Linked DNA regions of Anas platyrhynchos: region 1 is linked to region 2. The links are chromatin contacts, called in public Hi-C maps. All regions are on one chromosome and are shown on one strand. Each heading gives the region's core, a stretch centred on a gene start, on an enhancer-like site or on the middle of the called end of the contact. The rest is flanking DNA. Distances are from core to core; before and after follow the strand shown. Region 1 overlaps TANC1 (tetratricopeptide repeat, ankyrin repeat and coiled-coil containing 1). Region 2 holds the start of WDSUB1 (WD repeat, sterile alpha motif and U-box domain containing 1).

Evidence for each region. Hi-C and Micro-C count contacts between places; a contact is called where the count stands out from the background.
Region 1: a contact with region 2 is called in a Hi-C map of liver, with 2.4 times the contacts expected there. The contact joins the enhancer-like site here to the promoter of WDSUB1 in region 2. A contact is called at or near these places in 3 of 8 Hi-C or Micro-C datasets (liver, skeletal muscle and subcutaneous adipose tissue).

What each region holds. Positions count from the first base shown.
Region 1 is chr7:881,659-887,307 of IASCAAS_PekinDuck_T2T, forward strand. All of the region lies in intron 2 of TANC1 (tetratricopeptide repeat, ankyrin repeat and coiled-coil containing 1), which reads right to left. Among named protein-coding and RNA genes, the nearest start is that of TANC1, 12 kb to the right of the region's middle. Within about 2 kb of position 1,788, at least 4 of the 8 cell types and tissues checked have an H3K27ac peak or open chromatin away from gene starts, as enhancers often do.
Region 2 is chr7:757,709-763,528 of IASCAAS_PekinDuck_T2T, forward strand. WDSUB1 (WD repeat, sterile alpha motif and U-box domain containing 1) reads left to right here and starts at 3,504. Exons shown (of 9, transcript XM_027458216.3): 1 at 3,504-4,230. The coding sequence starts at 3,798. It overlaps BAZ2B (bromodomain adjacent to zinc finger domain 2B), which reads left to right. Exons shown (of 37, transcript XM_072040988.1): 37 at 35-1,501. The coding sequence ends at 188.

The DNA of each region.
Region 1 (5,649 bases), core at 538-3,037, 120 kb after region 2:
CTTTGAACAGCTCCAACAAAATTATCTCACTCTGAATTTAGCTTTTTGACTTGTTTTCACTTTTTATGGTTGAGATCCACAGAACAAACCAAGTTAAAAGCTTTAAATTTCAGCTATTTTTTAATAGCTATTCTTGTTTGTCATTGTTTTTGATGTTTCTTGACAGCAACATATAGGGAACAAATATTTCAGGCTTGTACAGCTTAAATGAGGCTCAGAGTTTTCGCTAACTCTTGAGCTTCAAAAAAAAAAAAAAAAAAAAGATACCAAATATGGAAAAAATAAATTAAACTAGAAGGAATTCCAGAAGGTTATGAGCAAAAAAGTAGGTTGGAATTAAAGTTTAAGGTCACTATTCGTTTTAGTGACTGTTCTATTTCAGTATGCCTTTAACTGTATATTTTGCAACTAAAATGATGGCTACTATATAAAAACTAATACTTTATAATAGCTTTGTTATTCATTTACATAAAAATAACTTCTGAAATAATTAAGTGAAATCAGTTTCAGAAACTTCCTCCCATTTTACATAACAGTTAAATATGAAATGCTGTATCCAATTTTCCAATGTTGCCTGGTTCACGGAAGAATAAATTGTTTCTAAATTAACAAGTTTAAATACATAGTATGAAAGCACCTATAAAATCAGCAAATACTGATTATCTATGCAAGTGTGTCTAATATAAATGTAGTATGTGCTTTCCTGTATTCCCTGTTTGATGTTTCAGTTTAATTGACTACTGCCATAAACATCAAGAATGTAGGAAGGAAAAGGAACTGTTTTGTAACGACTATGCTCTTTGGATCTCTACAATTGCTAGAGTCCCGTGTGAAATACCAAATGATGATTTCAGTACTTAATCTATTATTTTTCTTTGAAACTACTTCATTTTTTTTTCACATTAAGTATACCTCCTTCTAAGAAAATAGCTGCGTTTTCAGAGGCTAGCTTAGCTGGCAGAACCTGAGTAAGATGTAGACATATAGCTACCTCTTGTGGCAAAAGTAGTATACTCATACTACTGAACTATTGAGGTTTCTTACATTATGCTTGATGTGATTGATAAACCTGTATAGCAACTTAGCAAACTAGGAAAGCTGGAGAGTAAGAAATACTCAGGTTTCATAATTTTAATAGACTCTTCATCTGAAGAGTGAACTAAAAACTGGTAATTTGTTACAAATGAAATGCCAGAAATGTATGTTAATAATAAAGTTATCTAAAAGTTTTCCACTAAAATCCAGTAAGAGTGGAATAATGGCCAGGACTGGGGTCTATGGCCAGGTTTGACAAGAAGAAAAAGGCTGTTCACTATCAGGTTGAATCATTGTTCTCTGCATGGTTTCACTGAATAAAGTGAAAACGATAACTAGTGAAAAGAGAAAGCAAAGTGCCTTAAAGTTTACAGTAGCTGAGAAAGACTGAAAACAGTTACCAGGTACAAGCGTGGTTCAATAATGTATTCCGCAGAACAGCAGCAGCCATTCAGCTAACGGTGAGGAAGACAAGAAGCAGTCAAAGCTTTAGGTCTGGAAGCTCTAAGGAATGCTATACTGGGTATCTGCAAAGAATCCCATCACACCTACTCTCTTAAAAAAAGATTTAATGCACAAATGGCTCAAAAGCATGAAAAAAATTTGCATTCCTCCTAAACCGATCACCTAAACTGATCAGCTGCAAGCATCTGCCCTGCTCGTGCTAAGGAAGGAAGGACAGCCTATGAGATGCAGAAAGAGAACACAAGGAATAACAGCATGTTGAAACCATGGTCATCAAGGACAGTGAGGGTTTCAAAACAGGATTGCTTACTGTGAACTTGTTTTGGGAGTTATGCTCAACAGTGTCACAGACGACACTGATTAGGCCAAGGAATTTTTACATTCCAGAAACACATTCCTCTACCAATGCAGCTGAAGAGGAATTCAGTAGATGTACATGTTTGTGTGTATACCAGTTGGATTTTGCATAGCACGGAGAGGTTACTGTGCTTAAAATTATTTGCAAATCTGTGCATACTGCTTGGAGAGGGACAGACTGAATGAGTACATCTCAGAAGGAAGAAAGGCTTTAAACAGTTATTTTATTTTGTTAAACCTTTCATTATGGTTCCCTTTTATTGTAGATTTCCAGATTAGCCACATGTTTTTCCTTTGTCATTTAATCTGCTTCATGGCTTCACACAAAAGTCAGAAGTCACGTACTCTCAATTCAGACTTAAGTCTGTACAATGAATAACAACACATACCATAATTCATTCCAGAACAGCTAAAGTTACACATTGCCAAATTCCCAAACAGCTCTGCCAAGCACCACCCAAGATGTTAGAGTCAGGTGCTAAGAGGTAGACACTCAGCCTCACTCAAGAAATTCATCCCTGCAGAGAAGTCCAGAAGCCTTCAAACAGAAGGTGTGACATTATCAAATTTAGGAATACATGTATGTTGAAGGCCTTGTAGCTAGCAGCATTTACTGAAATCTGTTTTCATGGCTTTTATTGCCAGTTGTCTTCAGCCGCTCCCACTTCTCTAAGGTGTTTTAAAGTCTACAGACAAGAAACAACCCCATATTAAGCAATGTTATTTCCATCAAGAAGTTCTACAGAATAAATTGTTTCCTGAAACCATGCCATTCTTGTTAAATGCTTCCATCATTTGCAAAAGCAGGCTTCCTGCATGGCTTTGATCCATTCCAGCAAACCAACTGTATTTGTTCCTTATGTTCTGAATTTAGCTGTAGTTCATATTTAAATAAAGGCAAAGTAATAAATTCAGACTAGAACTAGATAAAACTCCCTAAAACAAGGTAAAACTGATTCATCATAGCATCACCAATGATGCAAACACAAACAAAAAAGATGTCAGAGCTGATGGCACAAACAGGATGAAAAACTGTCAAGTCTATTCTTTAAAAGTTTAAAATACAATTTTTATTTTCTGTTTTGTTCTTGTTATTAAGAATACTGTTATAAGCAGGACACCTTAAAAAATATATATAAATTTGAGAAAATAAAGCACCTTACAGAAAAGCACTTGTCAGAATACAACAGTTAAGTAAAAGATTGACTTGGCTGAAATGGAAGTGTTCTTAATTATAAAACACTTCAGCAGAAGAGTTTATTCTCTGTACACTTCTGTACTGGGTTTACATGGCAAGGTTTTGGTAGCAGGGGCTGCAGAAGTGGCCTCTGTGAGAAGAAGCCAGCAGCTGCCCCACGTCAGATAAGAGCCAGTTTCAGACGGCTCCAAAGGGACCCGCCGCTGGCCAAAGCCAGGCCAATAAGCGATGTTCTTTGCGCCTCTGTGAGAGCAGATTTGATAAAAGGGGAAAAACAAAAACAAAATGCTGTGCAACAGCAGCTAGGGGAATGAGAAGTGAGAAACAGACTTGCAGACACCAAGGTGAGTGCAGCAGGAGGGCAGGAGGTGCTGCAGGCAGGCAGCAGCAGTTCCCCTGCGGGCTGTGCAGGGAGAGGCCCCTGGTGGAGCAGGCTGTCCCCCTGCACCCATGGGTCCCACATGGAGCAGATCTCCACGCTGCAGCCCCCCCATGGGTGGAGGAGCCCCTGGTGGAGCAGGTGGATGTGGCCTGGAGGAGGCTGCGGCCTGTGGAGTCCCCGCAGGAGCAGGCCCCGGGCCGGAGCTGCAGCCGGTGGAGAGGAGCCCCCGCAGGAGCAGGGGGCCTGGGGGGAGCTGCTGCCCACCCATGAGGGACCCGTGCTGGAGCAGTTTGCTCCTGGGGGATGGACCCCGTGGTACGGAGCCGTGTGGGAGCAGTGCTTGAGGAGCTGCTGCCCGTAGGCAGCCACCACAGGCTCAGTTTGTGAAGGACAGCATCCCGTGGGAGGGACGCCATGGAGAGCATGGGCAGAGTGACCCTGAAGGAGCAGTGGAGATAAAGCGTTATAGACTGACTGCAGACCCCATCTCTCATTCCCCTGTGCTGCTCAGGATGAGGGCCTAGAAGAGGGTGGAGGAGGGGAAGGTGGCTGTAGGGTTTTTGGTTGGTTGGTTTTGGTTTGCTTCTCACTGCTCTAGCTTGTTAGTAATAGGTAAATGACATTCTCTGATCTCCTTACACCTAGTCTGTTTTTTTATTATGTCCATCATAATAATTACAGAGTGATGTCCCTGTCCTTATCTCAACCCTGTAGCTCTTTCCATCATATTTTTCCCCCCTTCCCTTTGAGGGAGGAGTGAGAAAGCAGTTGTGGTGCTCATCTGCCCAGCTGAGTAAAACCAACTTTCAGGTTCTCTTCAAATAGCAAGTGCTATTGACACAGAAACCAAACATTAAATGCTACATGTAATAATGCCACAGGGGAATGCAGGAAATGAAATAGATCAGTTGCCAGGATTTCTTCCTCTGCAGGATGCATATTACTGCAAAAGAGGGACTTGCACCTGCTTGACATTTAGTAAAACCCACAAACTGAGCTTATCGAACATAGGCCTCCTGGCTTCTTGTTAGGTCCCCTTTCTCTACATTAAAATTTTATATAGGTAGAATATGGAAGATATTTTACATTAAAGCAGGCTTTGTGATAGGGTGGTTGGAACTACCATACCACCACTCCAAATATGCACTGTACACTTACAAATCCTAGGCACAGCTGCAACACGCACAGATGTATTTTTCCAGGAGGACTGATGCTTCTTAAAAACAGACTGAGCCTATGCTGCACAACTCCCAGTGCAGACAGAGCAGTCACTATACCAGAGAAAACCTAGTTACTGAATATATTTAATTCAACTAAATAGTATCGAAGCTGCTAAAGGTGCACTATATGAGGACCTTTTAAAACTGGGTTAGGTCCATAAGCAACTGTTGTATGACCACCTGATTCATGCCAATAAAGATGTTCCCTATAGCTACTTTCTGTATTTGAGCATGCCATCCCTACCCTAAACATATTGTTTTCAACTGTTTAGATAATATTCATTAGAGAACAGACTGCAAAAATTCAATATGGAACAAGTAGAAGGATGGTCAGATTCTTCTGTTTACTCACTGCCATAGCAATGTTAATATCGTATCACAACATAGGATTTTATGCAGCTGCAACAATGAAGTGCTGCAATAAGTGACTGGATCCCCACAGTGATTTGCACACAGCTAGAACACTAATGTTTTCAGCCACTCTAGGGGTGCAGGATAGAAACAAGGATCCCGTATCTCTCTGCTCCCAAGCTATTTATAGCTCCTTGCAGCAGGGTGCAATTCATCAGTCACCAATTTCTGTAGTGTGCCAGGATACACACCGTCCCTTCAAGTTATTAGGAAAAGATGCTTGAATTGATTCTTCACTCAAGTATATATTAAGCACAGTCCAGAACAATTAGGTGTCCAGTTAATCTAGCATCCAGGGGAATGTTGATGGGTGTAATCCAAAAGAAAATAATCCTTTTTACTAACACAACCTTATCTGGCATGAGATCCTTGGCAAGCATATGCATAGGTTTCTGGAAGCAGATTACTTCAGAGAAAGAAATATTCCTTAACGGCCATCAGAATCAGGCCCTATTATTTTCACTAGCTATTAGTTTTCTTCAGAAAAAAAAAAAAAAGGTAAAGATCAGAATTATAAAGTTTTTTTTCTGACATTTATTCTGTAGCGAACATGTACTAGCAGTGGTATTTTAATTTTTCTT
Region 2 (5,820 bases), core at 2,254-4,753:
GTTCCAAAAGTCATTTACCTTTTTCTTCTTTCAGGTACCCTAATCTTGAGGCATTTTCGCTAGATGTCAGGCTTGTATTTGACAACTGTGAAACCTTTAATGAAGACGATTCTGACATAGGCAGGGCTGGTCACAACATGAGGAAATATTTTGAAAAAAAATGGACAGAGATTTTCAAATTGAGCTGAAGTTACCAGAACTCATTTTTCTCCTTTAAATGAGGACTGATAAGACCAGCAATGTGAACTGTAGTAACATGAAAGTGCAAGGCACGTGCGCGTAACTAATGACTGTTCTCTTTCCTTAAAAATATCACAAAAGAGTGATATGAGTTCTAAAAGCTTCATTCCTACAGCAACCATGGCCCCTTGGTTATTGGTTTGTATGTTTTAACAAACTAATTTAGGTAGAACAGGGAAGCACACCCAAAGAATTTCAAAGAAAGGGGTGTTATAGTGCAATAGCAATTTAAAATATATCAAAACGCACTGAATATTCAACCACCAGAGCTCTACTTGGGGAAATGGTTCTTTTTCCCTTTCAATAAATATCTATTTTTCATTTTTTTACTTTGTAGTTTATTTTTTAGTGAATGTATTTAATTTTATGAATTATTTATGATTATACAACATCCAGAATCTTCGTTTTCTGTGAAAAGGAAGAATTAGAAAATTGCTTTAAATCTTGAAAATACAACAAGGAATGTTTTAAGATATAAAACAAAGCCAAGTGAAACTGTTTACACTGATGTGCTGTAAAAGCACTAAAAATTAAACTTTACTGTAGAGTTACAAGTACATTTATATATATGTTGCTGCATCACTTGTGTAGTTAAATTGTATTTCAAGACAGTGAAGAAAAAATTGAGACATGTATATACTGTTCATTATTGTTTATATTAAGTCTTGTTTTAAATATGTATGATGTGTACATATTGTTTGCAGACATTATTGTTTATGCCTTAGGAGGACAGTAGCATTTTATTTTAGTCTTAAGATAATTACAGCTATATGGCTTGTACAGTAATTATCCTCTACCAACACTGTGGAGTCTCCTTAATCTTGGTAGTGCCTGCCTTCAAAACAGGGTGTAGGGGATATTAGTTTTCCATTTTTCTATTTTGTTACATAATTTCAAGCCACCACGGCCTCAATTTCAAGTATAATCATTTGTATTCATGTGGAATAAAATTGTGACGATTTCCTACGCACACAGTATTTTTTCATAGAAACATTCCTCTCCATTTGCCTTGCCCCATAAATAACAAAAAAGACATTTGTAACCACTGTGTTTTATCTACTGTGTGTTGTGGTGGCCTGTTGGGGCAGATAGAATTTTTTTTTTTGTACTAATGTAAGAGTACTTGAAATTTTATTTAAAAGAAATGTTGTGGAAAGGTAGCATTCCTCTTCTTTTTTCATTTTTTCCCTTTTTTTAGGAGTGTTATTTTACACTAGTATGTGTGGCACGGATACAATAAACGACTGTTTTGCAAACCAGATTTTCTTGGCGATTTTAATATTTCAAATCCTGCGTATACAGGAATGTTTTTAATAATATCTTGGGAGTCTTTCATTTAACATTGTTTGTTTGATGCATCTAATTCTCCTGGCCTTTTAATGGTAACTTGAAGCAATTGCCAGGCAGAGTAGCAGTTCTACCACCTACTTGAATGAGCAAAGATGATGCGGCCTTTAGGTATAACCAGTTGGCTGCCTAGAGTTTGACCTCTTTCTGCCAGTCCTGCTTATCACGTGCATTCACACTGTAACAACAGTAATGTAAATACGTACCACATGTAATGTTCCTTAAAAGCAATGATGATTATATGGTTTGGGTTTTTTTGGTCTGTAGAAGGGCATGAGTCATAATCATTGTTCTGACTAAAGAAAGTAGAATTGTAGATGAGTGCTGCGGAGCCCCAGTACCTAAAGCTCCCTTGACAAGTAATTTTTTTTATATTTTAAATTAGGCCTGCCAAGTTTGAGCTTTAGTCTTTTTTTTTTTTCTTATATCCCTTTGCCATTATATTTTCTCCCTCTGCTGAGAGAGTATCTGTTTTTTAATAAAATTTTTGTTGGTTTCTGTTGCCCTCTCCAGAACATCTTGTTGAATGTTATTTTTCTTTTCTGAAGTCTTGCTAGAAGAACCGGTGTTACGTATAATAAAAAAAATCACATCTGGATATTAAAGCAGCCTTGCATTCTAACACTAGCTCTACCAATGACTGCTTCATGGCTTTCCTCTTCATCACATTTCGGAAGATTTCAATTATAAGGTCTGCTGATAAGTTTCAGAGATACGAAGAGTAATCTGCATTTAGAACATATAACAGTAGGCTTGTAAGAGTGTTGTAAGTATGCTTAGATTATTGGCAAAAGCATTTATTCGATGCAAAACAATTGTTTTTATTTTATTAGATTCTGTACTGGTTAATGTTTTATCCCCCATAGTAAATCTCACAGTTTTCTGGAAAGCTAGAATAGAACATTACATATGTTACAGCCACATTACATACATATTTGCATTTTTCAGCTTGTATCCTGATTTGACTGTACAGCTAGGACAGTTAAGGAGCTTGCAGCTATGATAAGAGAGGTGAAGCTTGTCTCACTGACTTTACATTACTAATGTATTGTTTTCCTCACTATCAGCCAGTATTTTCATTCCAATTTCAATAAAATTAAAATTACAGAATTATATTTGAAAAGTGAGCTTGAATCATAAACACGCCATCGTATATCTTCTTAGATAAGATCAGGGTTTTAACTACTGGAAAAAAATGTGCTTAATTTTTCTTACTTGCTAACCTTCTCTCCTATTAATGTTACTATCCATCTGTTTTTGGAGAGGAAAAGTCCAGTGTGCTTTTCTTCCTTCCTGAACAATGTAGGCTGATCTAAATTTAGAGAATTTCTTGACAAACTTTTGAACTCTTTGTTTTAAAATACCGTTAATAGAGAAAGGTCAGTGAAGAGATTTCTGGCTGCCACCTTGGATTCTGTTTTGTCTCTTAGCATCTCTTTGAAAACAAATTGGATGGCACAGAAGCAGGTGCAAATTCAAAGTTGTATTTTGCTTATGACAACTATGTATGTTTAAAAAGAGATCTATTGCTTTTTCTTAATTCTTCTTATATGACTTCTTTAATTTCCTAATGACAGTTTAACTGAACAGCTGTACCCTATGAATGGGCACTGATATCTGAGGAACCATCATGAACATGCTGAACTGCTGGTCCAGGGGACTTAACATTAATGAACAACATCACGTCTGTATCGTATTTTCCCTAGATGTTCTACATCTACCAAAGCGTGCCTGTGAGCTGACCACTAAAGATGGAAATCAAGAACAGCACAACTCTGCTGTTTGATTTTGCGCAACTCTTTGTAGTTCTGAGTTCAAGGTAGATCTAACAATGCAAGCTTTTTTTTACATGTACGCTTAGAAAAACAACTGTCTTCTATCACGCACGTTTCTGTTGACTGTATTGTCCGAAATAACCACGGGTTATAGAAGCTGCACTTCTGTGCGTGCTGTTGATTCGCCATTTGTTACCGAGCGAACAATTTCGGGTGAGTCTCCCAGCTGTTAATTACGGACCGCTCTTCCAGCGGAAGCCGCCAGGAGCTAAGGGAAGGGTGGCGACGGCTCGGCGGCAGCGGGGAGCGCCTCGGGCTCGTCGTGCGGCCCGCCTCGCGCCGGCCCTACCGCGCTGCTCCCGCAACGGGGGCGCCTGTGTGGCCGCACCGCAACGATCCTTCGCCGATGAGGAAGGAGACTGCAGCCTTACGGGGATGCACGCTGCCGCACCGGGAAACGAAGGCGTTTGGGAAAGCGTTGCCGGCGAAGTGGCGGGGGAAAAAACAAGAAGCGGCCAAACGCCGGCGCCGACGTTGCTTCAGTGCGGGGACGGCGGGGGGCCCGGCCACTGCGGCAGGCCGGGCTGCGGCGCCGCGAGCCAGGCGGCGCGGGCTGCGCGCGCGCAGCGGCCCCGCCGTGAGGCGGTGAGGCGGGGGGCGCTCCCGGGAGGGCGGGGCGAGCCCTCCCGCCGCGGGGGCGCTCGCGCGGGGCTGGCGGGGCGGGGCGGGGCGCGGCGGTGCGGCCCGTTTCCGCCGTCCCGCAGTACTGCGGTGACTGGCGGCGGCTGGCGAGAAGGGGCCCTGCGGCCGGGCCGCCGAGCGAGGGCCTCCCCCGAGCGCTCTCCGAAAGCCGTCGGCAGGGCGCAAGGTGAGGCGCGGGCTTTCCCTCTGAGCGGCGCCGGCGCGGGCTGTCGGTAGCGGCCGAAAGCGCCGCAGCTTTGTCTGTAAGGGACAGCGGGTGGCTCGCGAGCTACGGAGGAAGTGGCGGCTGCCAGGGGAGGCGATTCCGCAGCGCTGTGCGCGGGGACAGCGGGCCGCAACGCGCCCTCGGCTGCGGGAACCTCCTGCGGCCTGTCCGTGCTGCAGGGAGGCTCCTCAGCTGCTCCTAGCGGGAGGAAGCAGGCGGCTTTTCTCCGTACGGGCAGGAGATGATTTGCCGCTGCTTAGTCTGCTTAACACCTCCTGCAGCGGTTCCTCTGGAAGCAGGGGTGCAGCAGCGCTGAGCGAGGGTTTAAATGTGCTTTCTAAGATTTGGAGATTGCACGAACGAGGAAATCAATTGCCTTGTACTCCGTCTAATCTGCGTCTCACGGTTAGGCACCTAACCCAGATCTGTCCGGGAAGAAAAAGTGCGAGCTGGCCAGTGCTAGTACAGGTAACTGCCTGATTTTGCAAGAGTAGGGGATATGATCGAAGAGAAGATGCAGCGGCTCCTTCCCAGCAAATCAGTAGCTGTCAGGTCCACAGACTATGTCTCAGTTTAGCTTTTATTCTTTGGTCGTGCTTGCTTCCCATAGCTGTTAGTTTAAAATGCACGTCAATCTTTGGAAGTAAAGACCAAATGTAATTCCCGATGATTTGTGTTTCAGTCCTACTATACATCCGTTGCCTGTGCCCAGCTAGAGCTCTAGCAATCTATTTCATACACACAGCTCTAGTGGAGTCAGGTTTAGAGGTATGATTGGACAAGTTTCTGCTGCTTTCACGAAATAGTATGTTAATGCAGGTGGCTTAGAAATAGTCCACAATGCATCCAGTTACAACTCAGGGAGGGTTGTTTGAAAACAAATACAAAGACACCTTGCAGCTGTTTTGTCCTAGCTTGGTAGGATTTTATTTATTTATTTTTTAATTCAGATTGTGAGAAACAAAGTTGTGTTTTTGCAGTAGTCAATTACTTTTCTGTATTCTAAGGTCGTTGTGTAGTCATAATAAGGAGAAACACTAAGTAGGTAAGTGGACAGTGGAAGGCCTCAATGTTCCAAAATAAGGTAGAAGCTTGAGAAAAACAAGATGAGCAGTGTGAGAATAGTAAAACAAAGATCATAAGTTCTCAAGACATAAGAAAGGAGAAATTAAAGGGTTGAAAAAAAAAAGAAAAATTGTACATATATGGTATAGAGGAGTGTCGAGTAGGTTATGAACCTGTAGTCCTCAGCCAGTGAAGAAACAGGGGAGGTGATGAGGCGTCAGGTAATAAGAAATAAAAGGTTATGATTTGTTTACTAAAATGCGCTCCTGTTGGACAGGACGCCCGCCACTGAAATCGTAAATAGAATAGCTTCATAGAAGATCCTGTCTGAAGAAAATTATTTGAGATGTTGCTCACAAGATCATATATATATCCCAATCCTACATAGAAAGATATATCTGTTTGTAGCAAGTGGTTTATAAATTTTTTGCTTGATGACTGGCCTCTCAAAAGGCTACTTCATTGCCTAAATCATAAAATTCATTG